2 separate regions of the Callithrix jacchus genome follow, and region 1 is linked to region 2. Evidence: chromatin contacts called from public Hi-C data. All regions are on one chromosome and are shown on one strand. Each heading gives the region's core, a stretch centred on a gene start, on an enhancer-like site or on the middle of the called end of the contact. The rest is flanking DNA. Distances are from core to core; before and after follow the strand shown.

Evidence for each region. Hi-C and Micro-C count contacts between places; a contact is called where the count stands out from the background.
Region 1: a contact with region 2 is called in a Hi-C map of induced pluripotent stem cells, with 5 times the contacts expected there. The contact joins two enhancer-like sites. A contact is called at or near these places in 3 of 3 Hi-C or Micro-C datasets (induced pluripotent stem cells and skeletal muscle).

The regions. Positions count from the first base shown.
Region 1 is chr8:104,991,877-104,997,354 of calJac240_pri, forward strand. All of the region lies in intron 10 of SMOC1 (SPARC related modular calcium binding 1), which reads left to right. Among named protein-coding and RNA genes, the nearest start is that of SMOC1, 140 kb to the left of the region's middle. Within about 2 kb of position 1,980, at least 4 of the 16 cell types and tissues checked have an H3K27ac peak or open chromatin away from gene starts, as enhancers often do.
Region 2 is chr8:104,710,056-104,714,943 of calJac240_pri, forward strand. No RefSeq gene overlaps it. Among named protein-coding and RNA genes, the nearest start is that of SRSF5, 36 kb to the right of the region's middle. Within about 2 kb of position 1,931, at least 3 of the 16 cell types and tissues checked have an H3K27ac peak or open chromatin away from gene starts, as enhancers often do.

The DNA of each region.
Region 1 (5,478 bases), core at 730-3,229, 280 kb after region 2:
TTAAGGACCACTCAATCTACATGAGCTGCCTGCTCACCCTGTACCTCAGCACCCCTTTTTAACACTCAGCCTGGTGTATATCACGGTCTGATATTTTGCTGGCTTGTTGATGATATATTATCTGTCTCTCCAAACCCAATAAGAATTTAAGTTCTATGAGAGAAGAAACATTTTCTGTCTTCTTCTCTGCTGTATTCCCAGAGCTTAGACTAGTGCCCGGCACTGCTAAATATGTTAAATGAATAAACAGCTAGAGGGATGGGGGATAGATGGATGGATCCCTGTCTTGATAAGACCCTTTTCTGGCACATCAGAGGGTCTGTCGACCATCTCAAGACCAAGTGTAAGGTTGGAGCCAGCTGTCAAGTTTACTGTGATGCTATTTTGTAAACAGGGCCCTTGGGCACCCTGGCTGGGCCTCAGGGGTGCTGTGCAGACAGACCCTGGCCAGTCATCCCTCTTGTTTGATGGAAGAGCAGAGGTATGGAGCAGCTGGAAGTCAGGTAGCTTGTCTGACAGAGACAATTAGGAAGCCCAGGCTTCCTGCATTTTGGCCTTGGTTGTGGAGTTCAGGCAGAGTTGGGGCTGCAGGCATGAGGTTAATGAAGCATCTGATCCCTCCTGTATCCTCTCAGACTCTAGCAGTTAAAGCTGGACATCGACTGAGGCCAGGGAAACAGTCCTATTTGGGGACAGTGGGAAAAAGGGATGGAAGATGTTTGGATAGTGCAGAGAAAAAGGTGTCTTCCTCCCAATCTGCTTCCTGTCGGCCATGGAGTTGTTGGCTTTGCATCAACTCTCACCTTTCAACCCGCCCCTGGTATGAGCTTCCCGCTAGGTGGGGCGTCTGAAGAAAAGGGCGTAGTTTCTGGCCTTGGAGGGGAGATCTAGAACAACCGTATGAAAGCAGTGCAAAGTTGGTGGGCTAATAGAGGCTGAGAAAGTGTTGAGGGGACCCTGGGGAAGCCAGGGAAGGCTTTTCATGGGAGCAACAGTGGAGCTTACAAATGGGAAAATGTCTGACCTAGATGGACCAGGGGTAAGGGCCTTCCAGCAGAGGGGACCATGTGGGTAGTGAGGTGTGAGCAGGGTAAGACATGAAGAAGGAGCTGTAGGAAGTAGTATGGTTTATGTTTGGAAGTCAGGATGGAGACCGGTAGGAGGTGAGGCTGCAGAGCTGGACAGAGCCCAGATGGTGCTGGGTCCTGGGAATCAAGCTGCAGAGCAGAAGGGAGCTACAAAGTTAGGTGGGCATTTTTGCAGAGTCATCCCGATGGCACTATGGAAGCAGGATTGGAGAGGAGCAAAATAGGCAGGAAGATTATAGCAAGTGCTAGCGTGAAGGGTGATGAGGACATGGAATGTGGGAAAGGGATGATTTGCTGAAGCTTTTGTAAAGAAATCGATAAAACTTTCAAGACTTGCTAGATGCAGTGAGTGGAAGAGTGGGAGGCATCTACTCCCTTTTCTGGCTGGATTTAGTAGCAAAAAGCAGTGCTACAAAGATCTAAAAATAGGCAAAGTAGAATGGGGTGTCTGCAGAAACTCTATGGCAGGTGCATGGGAGGGGGTGCCTTGCAAATATCACTGGGTGATAGCCCTTCTCCGTGAATATTTTCTGGGTGAGTGAGTTAACCCTTGGGCTCCTCTGGCCAGAGCTCCAGGAGGCAATGCTCCCCCTTAGATCAGCCTTCCCGTAGCAACCATAGCATTTATCAGTCCCGAAGTTAGATTTCTGAGATCTCAGCTGCAGTCTTCTAGAGCAGGGACACCCTCTCCTGGCTCCACTCTGACCTAGGGAAAGTCAACTTTGAGGGGAGGTGGGAAGGGCTGTGTGAGCCTCTTGGCCCTGCACGTGGTCCTCCAAGGGGAGACTGTACTGTGGTTTCCTCCTTCCTGCCCGGTGTGGTTGCCCGTTGATGGCTTTGCAAGAAAGAGGCTGGAATGTGGCTGACTTGGCATTTCCCTGCTGCACCCGCACAGCTGGCGGGGCCTGGACCCAACTCCAGACGGGGCTCGGTCTGCTTGGCTTGGCTAGTGCCTCCAGGCTGTCCCGCCTTACCTTCTCTAAAACTGCTTAGTACAGCAGAACTGGGCCTGAGATCTTGGCCAAAGCAGGTTTCCTTGTGGTAAATGGAGCTGGCTCTCCAGCTGTGCGTTGCAGCCAAGGCCTGGCAGGGCTGAGGCTGCAGAAGCAAAACTGAAAGTGCTGCAGGAGAAGGGTGGCCGCACTGCCTCTGAAACTGGGAGAAGGCTCCGTGAGGCCAGCTGGGGGAGGGACTTGGCTCTAGTGGGGTTCCTCATCCCTGGGGGCAAAAGTCAACAGGACAGCCACAAAAACAGCCCAGAGGTAGTGCAGACACTGGCGTTGTCTGGCTCATATTGTCTGAACCATAGTCTTCCAAAATCTGGAATTTGGTGTCATTTGGGTGTGTCTTTCCCTACCACATTCAAGGAAACTTGGATATTCTACCTACCCAGTGGGCCCTTTTAGTAGAAGTAGAACATTACCCATGGAGAAGTCTGCAGTGTAGACAAGTGAGCGCTGTTACCCTGATCCCAAGGAGCCCTCGCTCCCTCTGACTTAGGTCCCCAGCCTTTGCCTGATGAGCAGCATTGAATTCAGCGGTCTTGGCCTCCAGTGGAATATGTTGGGAGCCTGAGGTCAGTGTAAGCCTGGAGCTGGGAGGAAAAGAGGGAGGTTGCAAGACTTGGGCTGTGGCTTTGCTGTTAGGGTGTCAGTGGGTGACTGAGGGGGCCTAATTGTGATGGAAAGTCTCTAGCAAAGACTGCTTGAGAGACTCCCGAAGCTCTGGGGGAGGCCTCCCTGCTCCATGTCTATCCAGCACCCCCACAGGAAAAAATCTCAGATTCTGTTCCATTAACAGAGGGCTCTTGGGTCTTCTTTTGCACACACTTACTGCTGTGCCAGGACTCCCGCTGGATCCCAGTCTTAGCCAAGAGCTTGCATAAAGCATGGTGGGTACCTGCTCTCAATGTCCTCTGTGACTTAAGGCTGTGGCCAGGCCAGAAACTTGATTTACACAGTTTTAAAATCCATTGCCTCCAATAGTTTTGTTGGAAACAGGGAAACTAGCCCAGAACCCCTCCCAGCTGCTGTCGTTTTGTCTCCCTCCGTCTTCTCCTAGAAGCATTGTGCTTAAACACTCTCCCTGGGCCATGGCTAGAGCCTCCATTCCTCCAGATCAAGAGTTTTGTTTCTGTCTTTTTTTTTAACCTGAGTCCAGGGACGTTTAATGGGCTTTAGGGAGTCCGTTACTCTCCTAAAATCTGCAGGCTTCTCTGTGTATGTGCATTTCTCTAGAGAGAGAGCCTACATCTTTGGGTAGGTTCTCAGAGGGTCCGCAATCCTTCATGGACTCAAAGCTGAGAAGTTCTGCTATTAATGTACTTGGAGTTTGGCCTTGCCAAAGTGTTGGATGACCCTCGGGGTATCCAGCTTACAGGTAGAGGTTGGGCTCTCTTACTTGGAGGTTTTGGGGTGGTTTTGGCAGCCAAAGGAGTTCAGAAGCAGAGAGTATCATGCTAGCTGGGAAGGAGGGAGGAAGGCAGCAGGACACTCAGGCCCCACAGGGCAGGCTGTGGCTCGTGGCAGTGTTAGAAGGAGCCCAGAGGCACTGCTTGGAGAGGCTCAAAGTATCTCTCCCAAGGTGGTGAGCACTGCGCATCTTAGCCCAGTGGCTCACCTGGGAGCCAGGCAGGGTTGTGGGCAGCAATCAGATGTCATGGTTTCCCTGCACTGGGAGGTCCTGATGGGAGTGAAGAGAGTCGAAATGTTGTTTTTCTGGTAAGGAGATGGCAGAAAGGGAAAGTCAGAAGAGAGGCAGGGAAAGGGGCAGGAGCCAGATGATGGTCACTCTCAGGCGTGGAAGGAAACTCTTGGAGGTTGTAAAGTCAGGAAGAAGAACTGCTTCTTGCTGCAAAATAGCCTGAAGGTGGGTGGCGGAGCTCTATCAATGGAGTTGCTGAAAGTTGGACAGATGGGAGCCCCAGAAACACGTGTTGGAGGGACGTGCCTCCCCTGGCAGGGCCTCTGGGTGGGATGACCTCATCCCTTCCCGTCTCAGCGACTGAGGCTTTATTATTCCAGCCTCTAGGTAGACATTACGCTATACTGAGCCTAAAGGTTAAAGGAAGAGCTGCCTTTGCCTTGGAACTCTCATGGCTCCCTGGTGGTGGGGGGCTGAGCAGGAAGGTCCCTGAGTGCCTCCCCCATTGTCTGAGAGAACCCAGTTCCCTTCCTTGGGGGCCTTCTGTCTCTCCCTCACAGCCTGTGTCCTCGCTGCTGTTTAGGGAAAGGCAGGGACAGACGGGTCATTCCCCTACCTGCACCAAGAGCATCCCAACAGAAATTTCTGCCTGTGCAGCTGGTATATACCAAAGGGGCCATCTAAGAGTGAATATTGCAGGTAAAATAGGAGAAGATGGAAAACACCAGAACACTGCCTATGCTGGCAGTGACAAAATCTGAGGTCTGCAGTGAATAACTTCGTGCCTGTTTTAAAGACCTCCTGAGCCTGGTTTCCATGACAGACTAAGCAGATCTCCTAAGAGTTAGAGGAGATCTCCACGGTTCCTCACACCTTCGGCCAGGTACTGAGTTAAACCTGTCAGGATGAGGTCCCCCTGGCAGATCCACTAATTGCATCCTCCTGGAATCAGTCCAGGATGCCCGGAGTACCTGCCCAAGACTGAAATTCACCTAATTAGGAATAGGCATCTAACAGGGATGGATGGATGGATGGCTTTCTTTTCCCCCATAATGTAACTTCTTTTTACCTGAACTTGGAGGTTACCTGTGGGGATGGGTGGAAGAGGAGGAAGTTTGCTGACTTGTTCATAGGGGAAGGGTCAGAGATGATCTCCTTTCTGGAAACCTTTCAAACCCCAGAGAAGAGAGGGTGGCATGACAAGTGCTTTGAATAGTTTTCCCACCAGGAGCAGCTTCAGAACGTGCAGACAGGCCTTGAACCCTGGTCCAGGATCCCTGTGGAACAGTGAGCTCTCTGCCCCGATTTCGACCTCTGGTATCACAGGCTCTGTCCCAGTGTCCTGGACTCTGAGGATGTGAATGTGGGACTTCCAACCTCAACCTTATTCTCCTTCCCCAGGGAAGTGCACAAGGGCCTCGATCACATTCACTCAGTGCCAAGCCCTGGGAACAGGAGCTTGGGGTTCATGGGGTTCCATTCTCCTGGTAGTGATCCAGTCAGTCCCTCTATAATAAACCCATTATTGGCTTAAAAAGTTGTAAATCATAATTATCACCCTGACTCCTTTTTGGAAGAAAATGGGACACAGCTAAGTACATAACATAGCTGGGTAGGCCATTGCATACACAGAGACGTCGGTCTTGTAACTTGATGGGGGACTGTGGCAGACATGGTTGTGATCACCTCTGGACTCCAGGAAATGTTCTTGGTGACTCTAGTCCAGTGTTTCTCAGCAGAATCACCT
Region 2 (4,888 bases), core at 681-3,180:
GGCTCACACCTATAATCCCAGCACTTTGGGAGGCTGAGACGGGTGGATCACGAGGTCAGGAGTTCAAGACCAGCCTGGCCAAGATGGTGAAACCCTGTCTCTATTAAAAATACAAAAATTAGCTGGGCATGGTGGCCTGTAATCCCAGCTACTTGGGAGGCTGAGGCAGAGAACCTCTTAAACCTGGGAGGCGGAGGTTGCAGTGAGCTGAGATCGTGCCACTGCACTCCAGCCTGGATGATAGAGCAAGACTCTGTCTAAAAAAAAAGCAAGGGAAAATCTGAGGAAGGGTTCCAGACTGAGGGAGCTAAGAGACATGAATAAAGAGAAATGTAACATGATTCTGAACTGGGTCCTTTTGCGATAAAAGATATTACTGGGACAAAACTCAATGGGGTCTGAGGATTCAATGTGGTAACTTCTGGTTAACTTCTTGATTTGACAGCTGTGGTTATGTAGGAGAAAATCCTTGCTGGTGGGAAACACACATTAAAGTATTGGGAGGGGGTTGGGAAAAATACTCTAAATGCTTCAGGAAATGTTCTCTAAGTTTGTGATTGTTTCTAAACAACATTATTTGGATAATGCACACTTTGAAATGATACGAAATTCTTTCACCCTGGAAATTCTATGTCTTAGTTTCTTCCTGTTGCTATAACCCCATACCTTAGAATAAGTAATTTATAAACAATAGAAAGTTCCCACTGTGCTGGAGGCTGGGAAGTCAAAGGGCAGGGCACCCGCAGATTCGGTGTCTGGTGAGGGCCGCTCTCTGCTTCCAAGATGGCACTTTTCTGGCTGCATCCTCCCCTGATGGTAGGGGCAAAAGGGATGATTCCTACATCCTCATGTGGCAGAAGAGATGGAAGGGCCCAAAGAGGCCTGGCTAGTGCCCTCCAGCACTTTCATAAAGGCATGAATCCCATTTGCCAGGGTGGAACCCTCACGACGTAATCACCTTCCAAAGGCCTCACTTTCTAATACCACACCTTGGGGTTTATGTTCCAACATATAAATTTTGGAGGGACACATACATTCAAACCAGGAATTGCAGGAATTTTTCCTAGCGATACTTTGCTCATGTGTGTAAGTGGGGAAATGCATAGGTATTAGCTAGGCAAGGAGGGTTCCAAATTAAAGGCACAACACCTCATGAACCCTGAAACAGAACATGCTTGGAAGGAGAGAGTGGAGTGAGATGATGATGCTGGGGAACCAGGTAGAGTCTCGTAGGTAGGTCATGAAAAAAGCTGGGCATTGCTGCTGGGCACAGTGGCTCACATCTGTAATCCCAGCACTTTGGGAGGCTGAGGCAGGCAGATCACGAGGTCAGAAGATCGAGACCATTCAGGCTAACACGGTGAAACCCTGTCTCTACTAAACATGCAAAATATTAGACAGATGTGGTGGCACACACCTGTAATCCCAGCTACTTGAGAGGCTGAGGCAGGAGAACCTGGGAGGCAGAGGTTGCAGTGAGCCGAGATCGCGCCACTGTACTCCGGCCTGGGCGACAGAGCCTGACTCCATCTCAAAAAAAAAAAATATTTGGGCATCGCCTAAGAGCAACGGGGAACCATTGCAGGATTGCAGCAAGGGGGGTAAATAGTCTTCTTTCCCCACTGCCATGCCCTTCGCCTGGCAGCCGTCCTCACGCGCAGAAAGCCCAGCTTTGGCTCAGCTCACAGTACCAGAGCACATCCTTCTGCCTGTGCGGACCTGGGTGCTCGCCACCCTCAAGGCCGTGTGTGCAACCCCACCCAGGCTCAGCAGCACCCCCGGGGCCTGCAGCAGAGGCCGGAGGAGGCACCACGGGCAGCTCAGATCCAAGGCCTCAAGGGGGCGCCGGGCGGGCAGGGCCAGGGCCAAGGCAGAGGATCCGAATTCCTCCCTCTGACCGGAAAAAAAGCCACTTTCCCTGGGAAGAACTCGAAGAAGTTGGATGTCCGATCTTGATCTTGGATTTGGGGTCCCGGGCCCGCGGGCTACTCACCGGACCGGGAGCCCACGAAGCAGGGCCGGCTCAGCGCGCTGGCGCCATCTAGTGTCGGATGAGGATGCGGCCCTCTGCAGCTGGAGGGGACACTTGGGCTTGGGGTTGACAAGTTAGCTCCCAGGTTCTGCAAAGCAGGGGTCAGCGGGAAGTCGGGGTGTGACAGCCGGGGCCTCCGGGGAGTGGGGGGGGGGCGACCTAGGAGTTTTTGAGAAACCGACTCCTGCTTGAACTCTGTATTCTGTTTCCTAGAGCTGCCATAACAAATTACCAGTAACTGGGTGGCTTACGGCAGCAGAAGTGTCTTCTCTCACAGTTCTGGAGGCCTGAAGTCGGAGATCAGGGCGTGCGTAGGGCCGTGCCCCTCTGCTGGCTCTAGGGAGAGTCTTTCCTGGCCTCTTTCTAGCTTCCAGCGGCAGCCCGCAGTCCTTGTTGTGGGTTTGGTTACAGATGCCTCACTCCAGCCTCTGCCTTCCTGTATGTCCAGGCTCACGTCTCCTTCTTCCTGTAAGAACACGGTCGTAGGATTAGAGCCCACCCAATCTAGTGGGACTCATCTTAACCTGATCACAGAGGAAAGACTCCATTTCCACCTACGATCACATTCACAGGAAACAGCACTCGGACATATCTTTTCCGGGGTTCACAGTTCCACCCTCTACAGAATCCTTTGGCTCAACAGATGCTCCTGCAAGGTGCCAGGCTGGTGCTGAGGGCTGAGCACACGGGGCTGCTCTGTCCTTGAGGTTCTCACGACTGGCACTAACAGTGTCGTCACTGGTCTCTATCCCCCTTAAACCTTGACTCCTCAGTGCCTAGCAGGACCCCCAGAGGCTCTGTACTTCACTGCACTAGGAAGGAAGGATGGAGGAGGGGCAGGAGAGAGGAAAGAAGAGCTGCGGGAATGATGCAGGGAGACTACTCCTCCCCGGTGAAGGAGGTGCACAGCAGTTGGCTAGGGCTTTACGGAGCAAGTGCTGTTCCAGCTGGGTCTTGAACCAACACTAGTTTGGTTGTCAGGCAGAAGAGATGGGCCAGGGGGAGAGGCCTTCTAGGCAGATCTAACAGGTGGGCAATGCCCAGTTGTGAGTGGAGTCATGAGGTTGCGGAGTATTGGGGAGTGTGAGAATCAGGTGTGGTTGGATGGGAGGGTGTGGGGCGAGGCACTGTCACATGGCCCAGACCTGGAGACTGTAGCTCTATGCTGAAGGGCTTTGAGAGCCATTCTCTTAGCTTGAAGTATCTTGCAGGTGGGCACCCTAGAGGGTTTTAAAGCATGTGCATGAACCAGCGATCCATAGAATATCCTACTTTAGAGATATAAATTATTATTATATTTGAGACAGTGTAGGACTGTGATCTGATCTGATACATGCTGTCCTTTAATATCTGAGTTAAATATGTTACTGGCTCCCAAGAGAGGATTCTTGGATCTCCCGCAGTCCACAGAACAAAGTGAGAGCAAGTTTATGAAGAAAGTAAAGGAGTAAAAGAATGGCTACTACATAGACAGAGCTGTGGCATGGGATGCTCAGCTGACTATATTGATAGTTATTTCTTGAGTATATGCTAAACAAGGGGTGGATTAGTCATGAGATTTCCAGGAAAGGAGTGGGAATTCCTGGAACTGAGGGTTCCTCCTCCTTTTAGACCATATGGGGTAACTTCTGGACATTGCCATGGCATTTGTAAAAGGTCATGGTGCTGGTGGGAGTGTCTTTTAACATGCTAATGCATTATAATTCATGTATAATGAGTAATGAGGATGACCAGCAGTCTCATTATCATCTTCGTTTTGGTGGGTTTTAGCTGGCTTCTTTACTGAATCCTAGTTTATTAGTGGGGTCTTTGTGACCTGTATCTTGTGACCTCCTAGCTCATTCTGTGACTTAGAATGCCTAACTTCTTGGGAGTGCAGCTAAGTAGGTCTCAGCCTTATTTTACCCGGCCCCTATTCAAGATTAGTCATTCTGGTTTGAACACCTCTGACAAACATGTTTATCTTTCTTATAGTTACGAATACGTTTGGATCTATCATATTTGGTATGAGCTCTTTATTGTCTTCTTTTTACTTTTTCCTGTCTTCTTTTGGATTAAAAATGTTATTGATTTTCTACAATCTCTATTTTTCCCTTGGACAAAATCCATAAGATTCTATTTCTATTCTTTTGGAAGTCAATGTTGGGTCTCAGAAATTGATAGCCAAAATATGGCACTTTGACATGCTGGACTAAAGAAGAGGGCTTATGGTCTTTGACCTTCCCCCAACTCCTGTTTCTGAATTCTCTGTTTCTCTCAAAGCACAGAATGAGGCTATTTTCTGAAGTTTCCAGGTGCTTGGGAGTTGATTAAAAAAAAAAAAAAATGAAGTTCCCTTATCTACCTAGAAATCAGATCCCCAAATAGGACCACGATTGCCTTCCTTCCTCTCCCTAAAATCTCATTATCTGTTTAAATATCGTTATCTCAGAAAATTGAGACTGAAGAATGCAACCACACCTGGATTAACTTCTTCACAAGATATTTATTTATTTTCTGAGACAAGGTATCACTCTGTCACCCAGGCTGCAGTGCAATGGCCAAACATGGCTTACTGCAGCCTCAACCTCGCAGGCTCAAGTGATCCTCCTGTCTCAGCCTCCTAAGTAGCTGGGACTATAAGCATGTGCCACCACGCTTAATTTTTTGATATTTTTTGGAGACTGGGTCTCTCCATGTTGCCCAGGCTAGTCTTGAACTCCTGGACTCAAGCAATCCTCCTGCCTCAACCTCCCAAAGTGCTGGGATTACTGGCTTGAGCTACCAAACCTGGTTTTTTTCACAAGATGATGTCTGCCTCTTGGGCACATCCAAATTCCAAAGAGAATTATTTACAAGTTAATTTCTGTTTTCCAG